Linked DNA regions of Mus musculus: all the other regions are linked to region 1. Evidence: chromatin contacts called from public Hi-C and promoter capture Hi-C data. All regions are on one chromosome and are shown on one strand. Each heading gives the region's core, a stretch centred on a gene start, on an enhancer-like site or on the middle of the called end of the contact. The rest is flanking DNA. Distances are from core to core; before and after follow the strand shown.

Region 1 (4,453 bases), core at 1,241-3,740:
TGTCCTGTGATGTTTTAATAGCCACTTTACATGTGGTATGTGTACACAATGGTGGGCGTTTTTTAGCTATTCAGAAGAATGAAATTATGTCTTGGCAGGACACTGAACAGAGCTAGAGATCATCATGCTAAGTGAAGTAATCTAGGCTCAGAAAGGCAAATTGTAGGGACACTCAACTGGAGTCAGCTCAAGACACCCCAAGACCAAGTTCTCAGCACAAAAGCAGATTTATTTGCCATAAGGAGAGAGGGGGGAGGTGGAGGGATAGAGGGCGGCAACTAGTTAGCATAAAACTGGAGGATTTTGGAAATCCCCCACCATGTTAAAGAAAGAAACCCCATGTTCAGGAAAGAATATGGAGGCTGTGACAAAAGTAAGCTTTGATAAAGAGATTAATGTGGCAAGAAGCCAGAGGCTATTCATTACTGCAAGCCAGAGTGAGCCAAAGTCATCAAGAGATTATCCCAATTGCCATGCCTGTCACACACCAGAAGGCCTCAGACACAAGAGTTTCAAGGGAGGGACCCAGTGCACTACAGGACTCAGGATACCACAACTGCCCCCACGTTGTAATATGGCACTCTTTGGTTCTGCTGTCCCTCTGAAAGTCCTTGATGTTGTGTCATGATGTCTCGGGCCAGCTGGTTGTGAGGTGGTGCAGTGTGGCACATTCTCCTGGATTTAAAGGGATGGCTTTATGAGGTAAGTCCTAGGCAGCCATGGAGTCACCAGAGAGTGCTGCTTCTTGGAGCCTGGGGTTGTAACACTGCGAAGTTCCCACCAGGAAGATGTTTCGAGGAATTAAAGAGGGGTTCTTTTCCAAGATTCCTGATCAGCAGAGCATTATTACAGACTTCAGCAGCCTGGGAAAGCCACAAGCACTGGACTCAGCCCATGAGGGCTGCTGCGTCATCGACATCTGGTGGTTATGGGGTTGAAGTCCACCAGAGCCTTGGACATCCATGACCCTGCCCTGTCTGACTGTAGAAACAGGGAGGTGTAATGGTGGTATTCAAGCCTCAAGTTGTCCCAGTGCTTGTAATGCTGGACTTTGAAAGTCTGTAGGACCTACCACTTTTTCCTTGTCACTGATTTTTTTAAAAAGGAAATTCTGTTCTAAGCTGGTCCCATTTTATTTCAGAAGAAACTAACTTATTTGACTCCACGGGCTCACTGGGGATATTTTGAATTTCATTTCTGATTCTGGTAATACTAGAATAACGTTGAGCTACATGGATGAATATATTTTGTATGTGAAAAGGACTATGTCCATTTATGTTGTTATAGTAAAACATTTGTGGCTTGATAATTATGAATTCTCCATGTTCAAGACTCAGCATCTGAACTAGCCTTCATCTAGACAAGGTCCCAGAAAGTGTAAGGCATCAAGGTATCATAGGGGGGAAAAAAGGAGCGCAGATCTATCTCTTCTGATCTTCTCATCTCTCCTTCTCTTATTAAAGCTTGGAGTCATAGTCCTTAAGAGCTGGGGCGTGCTCGCCACCTAGTGGTCATGAAGATGATATTCTGGAATTCAGTCAGGCGTCCCCACCCTGAGAACCCTGTGTAATCTTAATCACTTCTCAAAGTCCTCACCTCCCAAACACCACACACGAAGTTTCTATCTTCTGATACCTCACAATAGGCATTATATCCAACACGGGAGTGCTCAAGAGACGTGCTGACCCACCTCCCCATCTTCCTTTCTCCTCTTTTAGTTCCCGAGTCTAACAAACACTAATCCATGTGTTGTGACCCTCACCTACAGTAGGATTCTTCCTTTGTCCTCTGAAGAAAGACAAGAAGCACTAAAAGTTCTGTGAATTTACAGTTCCAAACACTTCAAGGAGAATAAAGCTGAGCCCATCAAGTTAACAATGGCCTGGGCTAGTCAATTCTAATTTAAGTTGCATAGTGAGGGGATTTGTCCAAACTTTTAGTCTAATAGTGGGGAATTGTGGGTTGAGGGCTTCTCCAGCCTGGTGTGGTCCCTGAGCTAGCCTTGGCACCTGAAAGGCAGAGAAGACAAGGATCACCTATTGCTTGTAACTGGCAATCTGGGACCTTATCCAAAGGACCCCAAAGATATTTCTCCATCCCTACCTACATACCGCACAGAAAGGATTCCTTTTGATTTTACAGCGTTTCAGTGGAATTCAAGAAGGTATCTTTTGACCTGGAAGAAAGGACATTTATTTATTCTCTTGGCCATTTGCAGCTGAGGAAGAAATAACTTACCAGATCTCTGCTTAAAGAAATAATAATAATAATAATAATAATAATAATAATAATAATAATAATAAAAAGGCCTGCAACTGAGGAAAGTAAAGTCCCCTTGAGAGTGGCCACAATCTTCTGCTTTTATTTTGACAGCCCTCCAAGGTCGGGTTTTAAACACTCAGCCAAGAAAAGGCGCCTCCACCCAGCTTGGGCTTGCCAGGAAGACACGCCCCTTCTGCATGCTATAAAGGCAACAGCTGGCTCTGAGCACTTCATCCTAGCTGTAAGTGGAGCCAGACCTGCTAAGCAAGAGGTAAGATTCTCAGGGGTCATAGCAAGGAGGGAGGAAGCTGGCACCTCTTCCAGGAACCAGCACGTTCCTGGTACCTCACCCTCACCCAAGATGTAACCAGAAAATGCTCTGTGGATCCCCAACTGCACCCTACTCCAGGCCGCGGGCCCGAGGGAGGAAGGTGATCCTAGTTTTTCTTTCCCTCGGCTTTCTTTTTGAACCTTGATCTGGGAGACAGTGCCCTGAGCTTCATACGGTCAATCCTGGCTGCAGGGAGGCTGGGAGGGAAGGAAGCTGGTGAGATCCTAGATCCTCAACAATGAGAACTCCATGTGGCCCGGGTAGCTAAACAGCCAGGGACACACATTTGTGATTAGCCTGTACTTGGACAAACTGGAGCTCTGAGTTTGGGACCCAGCTGGATTAGCAGATGAGCCTCAAGCAGGGCTTGCTTACCCACTGCAGGAATCAGCTTGTTTGCAAAAGGGACACAGAGGAGTGTTCCTCTTCCCTGTCACCCACATCTTACTTATTTGAGTGGCATTCTCAAATTCGCATATTTCACTCCAGCTGAGACTTCAGCCTTGATCTCAGGCATGGAGAACTGAAGTAGTATGCTTGCCCTCTTAGGAAAAACAGGATGAGGTAGGAATTCCAAACTGTAGGGTCCTAGGGGTGGATGTCAGAGCTGAGGTAGGTAGTGTTGCTGGTGTTGTAGCTGGCAGTGCTGATCTCCCCTCTTTTGCAGACTTCACCATGGAGCAGCTGAGTTCAGCCAACACCCTCTTCGCCTTGGAGCTGTTCCAAACCCTGAATGAAAGCAGCCCCACAGGAAACATCTTCTTCTCTCCCTTCAGCATTTCTTCTGCCTTGGCCATGGTCATTCTGGGGGCCAAAGGCAGCACTGCAGCTCAGCTTTCTAAGGTTAGCAAAAGCCAAACTGGCCAGCTCTCCCTGCCATCTCCATGCTTGTTAGATGGTACAGTCAGACTTTCAGAGAGCCACACCCCCAAAACAGTCAGTTCTTCATTCACTACCAACTTTAAGTGAGATTAGGGCAGAGTCTCTGTTCAGTTGGGGACACAAAGTGAAGAAAGACAATGACACTACCTGTGGGTTTGGTTCTCCCATTCACAAGAGTGAATCACAGGCTTTCAGGTAAGCTAGCCCTGCACCTCCCCAGAGCTAGCTGTTTCCTGTTTTCCTTTTGCACTGATAACCACTACTCATAAATCATGCCAGTAATAGGGTCACCTTCAGGCATGACAAATATAAGAACATGCTACAGGAAGAGAGCTTGGTGGTGGTGGTTTTTTTATGGGGACAAAAGGTAAAGACAGCCACCTGTCTATGTTCCCAGGGTTAGCCCTGTGCCTCTCTCCAGCCTGATTTCACTGGCTGTGGCTCTGCAGGAGGAGGGATTGTAAAGTCCCTGTGGCCTGTTGGACAGGTCCTACCTCCTCTCAGTCCACCCCTGGGAGACAGCAGGTCACCTTTGCATCTCTCCCCACAGCTGCCTAGTCTTCCTTAATGGGTATGAAGGGCACTTCTGCTCTTGGTGTTCCTTAATTCTGAGAGGGGAATTCTGCCACCTTTGGAAATCATGACAGGAGTGGGTAAAGTGTTTCCTAACTGCACCTGCTGCTAGGTGCTTCTCGCAGGTTATGTCTGCTTCAGCATTAAGGCTTTTTACAGCTGACAGCATCAGGAAACAGTATACTGTCTCAAGGCCTTTCCCTCCCCATTTCAGTCTCGTAGGTGTGTCCATGTAGCAATCTAGTAAGCGGAGCTCAGAGAGTAGCATGGACTCTGGACCCTGTGTGCTTTTGTCCTTTGTGTCCTAGAAGCAAGTAATGAGGCCAGACCTCACACAACCATAAAAGGCCTGTTGATTTACAACTAGCAGAAGAGGAAGTAAACTCTCACCAGAATAAACTTAAG
Region 2 (4,453 bases), core at 597-3,096, 110 kb before region 1:
ACTCACCCCTGACTCTGAGGGACTTGTTTCTCTAAGGCAGCACCTGTGGCCCCCTTCTGAGCTCCTCTTCCCATACTAACACAGAAACTTCCTCCAGCAACTTTCTCACGCCAAGCTAACTAGCCAGGGTGGCCAAAATGGCCAGCTCTGGGTTCACTGAGAGACCCTGCCTGAAAATATAAGGTGGAGAAAGCATAATAAAAAAAGATGCCAGGCACCACACACGTATATACACACATATGTACATACACATACCCACTCAAGGAAACACACATGATATGCAAAACAGTTAAATTAAAAAATAAAATACTATAATATTTGATATAACCAATCTACATCTCCCTGTATTTTTCAAATCATCTATAAATAACCTACATTACACTATACAATGTAAATGCCAAATAAACCACCCTTTATACCATACTATTTAGAGCAGAAAAGGAAAAACAGTTTAGCCACGTTTGAATTGGAGTCTCATCGTTGTGTCATCCAGGTTGACCTCCCACTCTTATCTTCCTGACTCTGTCTCTTGGATGCTGGCTTACCTACAGAACACCTAGCTTCTCCAAAGTAGTTTTTATCTGCTGTTGGTTTATATCTGCTGAGTCTGGTTGACTAAGTGTGAAATCCATGGAAGAAGACACAGGGATCCAAGCGAACATGCTTTAGGGAACAAAGTGTGAACCATACACCCTCTCTGTGTGACAACAGAAGCCATAGTGGGTACAGATACTCAGGGTAGTTCTCAAACACAAACAGCAGTCATTTCCTGTAACCACATTCACATTACTGGGCCCCAGCACGGCTCACAGGACCTTAACACAAATGTTATTTGATAGTCGGACCCTCCACACACAAACCACACGAGGAAGTGGGCAGCCTCAGGTACAATGCTCTCACAAGCAGCTGTTTCCCACATACCCTAAAAACGGTGTAAAAGAGCCAAACCTCATCTAGCTTCCTGACAGCACATGAATGCTAGATTTCCATACTTCCGATTCTCAAAATGGATTCAAGGTAAGAAGGAGGAACAGTAAGCCTGGGGCTCTGGGGCTGAGCAAGCAGAAGAACAGGCTCAGGGTCCACCAACAAAACAAAGGAAGGGAGGAAAACCTGAGCTTTCATCTGACACACAAACTTTATCAAAACTTCGCCTATGTCCCACAGACATCAAATCTTGCAGGATTCCACCACCATTGCCACGAGTGTGATAAAACAATAACAAACAAGAGAACAACAAAAACAAACAAAGGACAAAACTGGACAAATCCTGGGGTATTGATCCAAGCTTAAAGGCACTAAGGGTATGGGCAACCCCCTGAGAACAGCCCAACCCCGTCTCTAAGACGCAGGCTCACTCAGCCAATAAGAGGCCACAAGGGTGGCAAAGCCTGCCGCCCTGGACAGACTAGGTCCCTCTTGGTTTTGATACCTCTTCGTACCAATCCCTGCAGGATTCTTATGTCATGCCCATTCCATGCGCCAAGTTAGCTCCTCCCATCCAGGTCCCACAACCCCAGCACCCTACCCCACCATCTTCAGCCAGCTCGTAGCAGAGCTTACCTGGAACCCCAGGTTCAGGCTGTCAGCAAGCAGAATCTAGAGAAGGAAGAGCCTGTGCTCTGGCCTCAAATAGCTGCAGGGCGCAGCGTGGGGAGGTCCCAGAGTCAGGAAGTCCCAGGGGAGGTGTCAGAGGGGCTGTGGGCTGTCCGGGTGAAAAGGAAAAGAAACGGAAAAGCAGGATCGCTGCACTTTGACCATTGCCTGCAGTCGGGTTCAGCAGCTAGCTGCAGACTGGTCTAGTTAAATCAGGAATCCTCGCTAGCACTGTTTGTTTGCTATGACTACCTACTTCAGAAAACCAAGGGATTTAACCAAACCGCTTGGATGAAGCAATTAGAAGGGTGTCCACTAGGGGGCATGCAACGCCCGCCCCCCCCCCCCTCTTCCTCTTCTCTTCTTTCCCCCTCCTCCTCTCTCCCTGTCTTCCTCCCTCTGTGGGAGGGTGTGTTCCACACTACATGAGTGTTATGGCCTCAATGACTAAAATGTGCTAACTCTCAATGGGAATAAATGAGACAGCATTAAACAGAAATGTTGGGAGTTCCTTTCAGGGTTATAACCAGGGTCCAAGTTTTTGCCGAGTATGCACAGAAAACCACAGAAGCCTCCCTTGTAATTACTGTGTCCAAGACTCCACTACTGTCCCAGCCCTCAGGTACTGACATTTTATATAAATGGCAGAAAAACTCTAACATCTCACATCTCTCCTATCGAGCAAAAAGACCCGGTGGAGAGAATGCTGGCCAGGTTTAAGAGACTGGTCAGCTCTGGAGACCTCAGATTCTTTTCTGCCTTCTTCACTCTCACACCAGGACAAGGATCCCCAACATTGACCTTTCTGACATTTGAGTTAGGTGTGTCTCGGCTGTGTCTAAGCTGTAGCACCTTATAGAATGTTCAGCACCACACTGGCCTTTCTAGGTGTCATAACAGACCAGGCCACCACACCAGCTGTGAGATGTGACTCTTGACATACAGAAACACAAAGGAATGCTTCATTTAGCCTCTGCATTCTTTCCAGTGCAGCTTTATTGCTCTGGCTTATCCTTCTGGCCCACCCTTTTTCAAACTACAGGGCACATAGCCTCTGTACCTGTGCACATTAGGGTTCTTCTGTATAACTAACTTCCGGTTTATCATCAACAGGGAGCATTATTTCGGTTCTCTACCACAGATCTACAAGTCGTTACTTTAAAATGTTTGGGTGACCTCTCTAAAAAGATTGCACAGAATTCTCTCTTATCTCCTTTTCTGGCTTCTCTGAATTCCTTTGTGTGTATCTTGATAGATGTTTTGACTTTAAACCATTTCAAGGGTTGTCATAACTAGCATACAGCTAAGCTCCCGTCCATGTTAATTCACACAGAGTCATCCAGCTGGGGTATCAGTGTGTGCATTCCAATTAAATGAGTCCTGAGATGGAAAAATACCCTGGAGTGAATCCAGATTCTTAAAAGGATAAATACACGGAACGTTTGGTTAGTTGTGGAATCCATCCTCATAAGGACGGTACCTGATGGCGATTCTCTGCAGAGTCCAATTCCAGCCAGTCTTCTGGGTCTTTTGCCAAACTTATGTATGTACGTCCTGAGAAAAATCCATATTTTTGTTGTCTTGTTTTGAAATAAAGTCTCACTATATAGCCTATACAGGCCTCAAACTCTGACTTTCTGCCTCCACTGTTGATAGTCACGAGCCCTCATGCACACATGTAAAATCCGGCTTTTACAAGAATTCTTCTGCTAGCCAACCCAAACTCTTCCTCTTCTATACCTGATCAGTCTTGATATCTGACCACCAGCAACCATGTCACCCAGACAGCATCTGATCACCCTGGCTTGTCTTCAGCAGGGGTGAGAATGCCAGTCACTTGCAGTGTTTGCTCCTAGTATTTTTTTTTAACCTACCATCACCTGCCTGCTCTTTGGCTGTAGATTACATGATGTTCATACTGTGCCAAGAACTGAGCCTCAATCTCTGTCTCCCATTACACTACCCCATTGTTGATCCTGATGATTGTTAGTAATGGTTTCCATATTACAATCTCTTAGAAAGTTAAGAAGAGAATATCTTTTCTTGTCTATTTCCCAGAATGTTTTGGTTGGTTGGTTGGTTAGTTTTTTTTGTTTTTTGTTTTTTTTTTTGTTTTTTTTTTTGTTTGTTTGTTTTTTGGTTTTAAGACCTATCTCCCTCTCTGTTTTCTCTGTCTCTCCCCACCACCACCACCATGTGTGTGTGTGTGAGGGGGCGTGTCTTTGTCTGTGTATGAGTTGAGACAGACTTATAGAGCTCAGGATAGTCTCAAGTATTGCTAGATGAATTTAAAATGTGCTTTGTAGCTGATTATGACCTTGCGCCTCTGATCTACCTGCCTCTATCTTCCAAGTGCAGGGGTTACAGGCCTGCAACATGATGGACCAGAGAGGTAGGGGTGGCCAGAGTAAGGTCAGATAACAATGTGGTATGTATGTGCACAGACATGACACAGGCATTTGACTTTAGTATTTTCATCTAACATGGACCCAACTGCTGTTTTGTAAAGGAAAGACCCACTTGAAGTCCCTGTTTCACATATGGAGTAGGGTACACTGACAAAGCTTGACTACACAATCCCGTTGACTGCCTCTGTGAGGGAATTAAGTAAGAGGGAGAAAAGTGTGTGAAGAATTTCAAGGAAATTATAATCAACACACTGTAGACAATGTGCTTTCGCACATATACAATCATTCACACACATATACATTCACATACAGCACACACATGCATATCTATTGTGGTCCATTAGTGGATTCAGCTTGAGGTTTAATTAGGACACAGTGACATCTATATAGCTTAAGGCCATTGCTCTTTTGCCAAGGCAGACTCAGAGCTAGCCTCTAAAGTAAAGGAA
Region 3 (4,453 bases), core at 1,027-3,526, 82 kb after region 1:
TTCTGAAAGCAGCCAGTGTTTAGTAGGAATCTTTGGTGGGCACCCAGGCCTTCCCTTCTTTGTCTCAGAGGCACACACTAGTATTTCCCCAGATAGCTGGGATCAGTTAATCTGCTGTGCTGGTTAGTTTTAATTGTCAGTGTGCCACAACCTAGAATCAAAGAGAATCTTAAAGAGGGGCTATCTAGATCATATTGGCCTTTAGGCATGTCCTTGGGGGATTATTTTGAATGGTAATTGCAAATGGGAGGGATTGGACCTTAGACTGTGTAGGATTGAATAAAGCTAGCAGAGGGTAAGCAGCAAACAAGCACACACTTATTTTCTTGTTTGTTCTTAACAACAGATGTGATGTGCTAGCTTTAGGTTCTTGCCTTGGCTCCTCCAGATGAGAGAGGTGACCTGGAATTTTAAACAGAGTAATTCCCTTCCTCCCCTGTGTTAGTGTATTTGCCACAACAGAAATGAAGGATGCCTGGTCACAGTCCCCATGCAGGAAGAGGACTGAGAGTGACTCCTGTGCTGGTTCTCAAAACCAGCACTGAGCATTGTCCCAAGAATAGAGTTTTCAGCCCCAACTCTTCCACCCCATGGGAGTTCTTTATGTTCTTTGAATAGCAGTGTGTACCTGTCCTTTTTTGTCATACTGGGTACTGTCTGGATAAAATAAAATAGCATGTATTCGTGGAAAGACTGTGTAAAAATGTGGGGCTCTGTAACTGTAACCAGTTCCAGAGCATTGCTTTCTTCTGCATCTGAGCCTTGGGCCATATGTAGTTTACACACAGAGATGATCATGAGCATGGAGACAGCCTCTGCCTGTGTACCGTCCCCTGGTGTTCATTTTAACAATTCTTTCAACCTCACCTAATGCTTTTCAGGGAGGGGAAAGTATGAGTTCATTTTATGGAATTAAGATATACATGCCTTTTAAAATACCTTCGTAAATCTTTAGTATTAGTCCATGGCTCGTGGCTTCACCCAGCGGGAGGTTTTGCCGCTTTTAGATTATGGTGGTGTTCTTTGTTAATATCTTCTGTGTTGTTGGGCATGTTGGTTGTAACTCAACTTCCGGTACAGCTCTATGGTTGAACGTGTGCCTACAATGCACAAGACTCTAGATTTACTTTCTGACAGACAGAACACACACACACACACACACACACACACACACACACACAGCGGAAGGACCTTGGACGCCAGCTTATCCAAATCTTTGAAAGGAGAACTCAAAACCCAAGAGCAGTGAAGCAGATTTATCCAAGATTCCTCACAAGGGAGGGACTATCTTCTCTGAACATCAGGATTTTCTTCCAACTCATCTTCTGTGCTGCCAGAGCGTTTTTTATTCAGAGTTCTTGTCTCTATTAGGGTCAACCCCACCCTCCCCACAGCTACTTCCTACATTGGATCTACAGATCAAGATCTGGCTCAGTTCACTGAGTCCTGCAGGCCCTCTTTCTCCTGAGCTCATGGTTTCTAGCTCTACACTGATTATCACCCGTGCTTTATTTCCAGGGGCTCAGCACTGCATCCAGAAATTCTCCAAATGTCTCAGCATGGGAGCTAGAAGCCTGCACAGCAGGGGGTGAGTCCGGAGACTCAGGCTGTGACAGGTGTGAGGTTAATGATCTTGTCAGTGGCTCAGGCATCAGGAAATTCTATAAAAAGAGAAATAACTCGGCTAGAAGCCAGTACTGTGTAAGCTCACATTCCAACATGTCTAACTAACTGTTAGCCTCCAGTATTTGTTTTCCACAGATGAGCAAGCTAGGCCTATTCTTATGCTTTCTACATAGGCTAATGCTTATATTAATGGAATTAAGACAAGGGTCAGACAAAAAAATGAAATATTAACACAAAATTTTAATTCATAAATATATCTAACCCACCCATAACCAGAATCTAAGTATTCATTTAAATCATTCTATATAGACTTTATATTTAAAAAACAACTATTACTAAGCTAGAAAGGTACTGTGTTGGCTCTGCTTAGATGCTAATAAAAGTTGTCAAATAATGACTCTTATTTGAAAGAGGAATACATAAAACCCACTGACAACAGCAATTTCACTTGCTTATGGTCACTGGTAGTCTCAAAAAGAGGCAGAACCTGGCAAACCAAGACTATTTCTCCTATTTCTTTAGGCATCAAACAGGGTTAGAGTCTGTGAGGTGTCTTTTCCTCTTAGTAGAGATGTTTGGTTAGGGGACCCATTCAGACGACCTGGCGGGCCTTAGTTATTTAGAATTGTAAGAACTGAAGGTGTTGGGTCACATTCTTTCTAGAATGAGTGTATCATACTATTATTATCCGTCCCCAGGGAGGGGTGCAGCCCTTGGCAGCTCACACTTTGTGCACATGTGCTGCACCCCACTTCAATTTTTATGTCCTTAGGGCTGTGTTTGCTGATTGCTTATTTAGGACCTATGCCTTTAACCTGGTTGTATTCCTTTACTATTCAGTTATTTTAAGGACAGATATAGAAATAGTCCTCACTGCATGTCAGTACTTGTTCTAAGTACTTTATAAATGGGGATGGAACTCAGGGTCTTGGCTAGCACTGTAAGGCCTTGGGCTCAGTCTCCAGCAGTGCAACAACAACTTTCTGTGACAACCTCAGGAGGCAGATCTGTCCTGATTGAGCATTAGCATTTATTTATGCTGCATGTTCCAGGCACTGTGCTAAGTACTCAGTACTTCCCACACCATGTCTCTTTCTCTCTCTCTCTCTCTCTCTCTCTCTCTCTCTCTCTGTGTGTGTGTGTGTGTGTGTGTGTGTGTGTTCGATAATTTTCACACAGTGGCCCTATGAAGCTCTCTGTCTACAGAGAAGTAAGCTAAGGTTTACTGGGACTAGAAGTTTGACCAAAGTGCTATAGCTGCATGCCCAGGATGGTATTTCTTTCTGAATGGATTCATTTGCTCAACATTTAAAACTTATATGTAGGCTTAATTGCAGGAATTTTTGTTCCAGTTTCTTTCAAAAAATGTTTCTTAGAGAAGTTTTGGGTTCATAGCAAAACCAAGAGAAAGTTACAGAACTCTGCATACACTTGCATCTCTCACAATCCAGACTGCCGAGACGACTCATGCTTTTGTTCCAACTAACAGTCCTACACTGATTCTCTATAGTTTATGGCAGGGCTCACCCCTGTACAGTCTGTGGGTTTGAACAAATATAAAATTTCATGTTTATACCATTAGAGTAATTTAGATTTTAAAAGGCCACAAAACCATTAAATATTTATATACATACAGAGTTTTCTAAGGACAATTTGTTTTATCTCACATGATCTGAAGTATTTTTCTCAATTTAATGGCTGTTTTACTTGTTTGCTTTTCAAGGACGCATAAAAAGACTGGGTAGGTTTTAAATGTCTACTTTGCCAACCTGTAAACTAAGGTTCTTGTCAGCAAACGCAAAGTAACAGCGACCTCCAGTGGAAAGAAGTTGAAAAAACTATTGTGGGCAGCAGGTGAGCTTTCAGGCTTTTTGTTTTTTCCTGGTGCTGAGAATGGAACCCAAGGCCTTTTGTGTGCTTGGCCATTGCTCTCCCACCAAGTTGCACCCCAGCTCAGCATCCTCTTTGTAGTTGTTCAAACTAACGTCAGCACTTTCTCAGTCCTGCATTAGAAAAGACACGGTATCCTGGATCTGCTTGGTGTGAGCATACAAAGTAAGGTTAGATAAACTGTGTGCTCTTAAATACTCCACTGTTTCGTCAACAGCTCCTATGAATTAAGTACTTTGTCAATCCAATAGAAGTTATAACTAGCAAATGCAACTGACGTTTCACCAAAGCTAGCTTTCTGAAGGCAGATAGCCCCCAAATATACTGCTTCTCTTTTATAGCACAACCTGACTATTACGTTTCGCTTCACCGTGGTTGTGGTGTAAAACATTTTACCTTGCAATACACATAGACATATGTATGACCACAGATTTGAAATTCACTTGGCCTCTTGCTGCCTCTATGGCAGTGAGCATGTGCCATAGACCCTTTCTGTGTCCTTCATCATGTGAGGTTCATAATATTGACCTCACAGAATTGTTGCCTGCTACAGTTTGCACAGAGCTTGGCCCAGAGATGACACTAAGCTCAGTAAGGAAACTGGACATAGGACCTCTTTGGCACTTAGCTCTGCTCTCAGCACAGCTTTCACTGTCAGGAGCCCCGAGCCACTCCCTTACCATGTGCACCTTCACTTTCTCTGGGTCCCAATCTCTTTCTTTCCCAGAACCCCGTATTTGCATTCCTGGAAAACATTACTCCTTTCCTGTTTTCTTGTGTCCCATTGTTTTCCGTGGGTGGGAGAGTCCACATTTCTGAGGTACCCAGGCTGCTCCTTAGACATCTCAATACTGCACTGCCGTGCTGGTCTCCTTCCCATCCCCACCATTACACCCTCTCAGACATTGTTACAGTCTGTGATTTCTTGAAATGTGTC

Evidence for each region. Promoter capture Hi-C pulls out the DNA fragments that hold promoters and counts their contacts. A called contact is a pair of places that touch in the nucleus more often than the background predicts.
Region 2: a contact with region 1 is called in a promoter capture Hi-C map of liver, with 4 times the contacts expected there. The contact joins the promoter of Serpinb6b here to the promoter of Serpinb1a in region 1. A contact is called at or near these places in 12 of 39 promoter capture datasets (the 3T3-L1 cell line, 3T3-L1-derived adipocytes, the C10 cell line and 6 more), 6 of 484 Hi-C or Micro-C datasets (the AML12 cell line, the C2C12 cell line, granulosa cells and 2 more), 3 of 115 datasets of contacts at active chromatin or transcription factors (effector CD8 T cells, memory CD8 T cells and pancreatic cancer cells) and 2 of 9 other capture datasets (adipose tissue and liver).
Region 3: a contact with region 1 is called in a Hi-C map of cardiomyocytes, with 2.0 times the contacts expected there. The contact joins the enhancer-like site here to the promoter of Serpinb1a in region 1. A contact is called at or near these places in 1 of 39 promoter capture datasets (liver), 11 of 484 Hi-C or Micro-C datasets (the CH12 cell line, the HL-1 cell line, cardiomyocytes and 6 more) and 2 of 9 other capture datasets (adipose tissue and liver).

The regions. Positions count from the first base shown.
Region 1 is chr13:32,849,222-32,853,674 of GRCm38.p6, reverse strand. Serpinb1a (serine (or cysteine) peptidase inhibitor, clade B, member 1a) reads left to right here and starts at 2,490. Exons shown (of 7, transcript NM_025429.2): 1 at 2,490-2,533; 2 at 3,261-3,436. The coding sequence starts at 3,269.
Region 2 is chr13:32,962,654-32,967,106 of GRCm38.p6, reverse strand. Serpinb6b (serine (or cysteine) peptidase inhibitor, clade B, member 6b) reads right to left here and starts at 1,846. Exons shown (of 7, transcript NM_011454.2): 1 at 1,564-1,846.
Region 3 is chr13:32,767,289-32,771,741 of GRCm38.p6, reverse strand. The region is part of intron 2 of Mylk4 (myosin light chain kinase family, member 4); the gene reads left to right. Among named protein-coding and RNA genes, the nearest start is that of Mylk4, 14 kb to the left of the region's middle. Within about 2 kb of position 2,276, at least 7 of the 459 cell types and tissues checked have an H3K27ac peak or open chromatin away from gene starts, as enhancers often do. A contact at or near this core is called in cardiomyocytes, where this site is marked.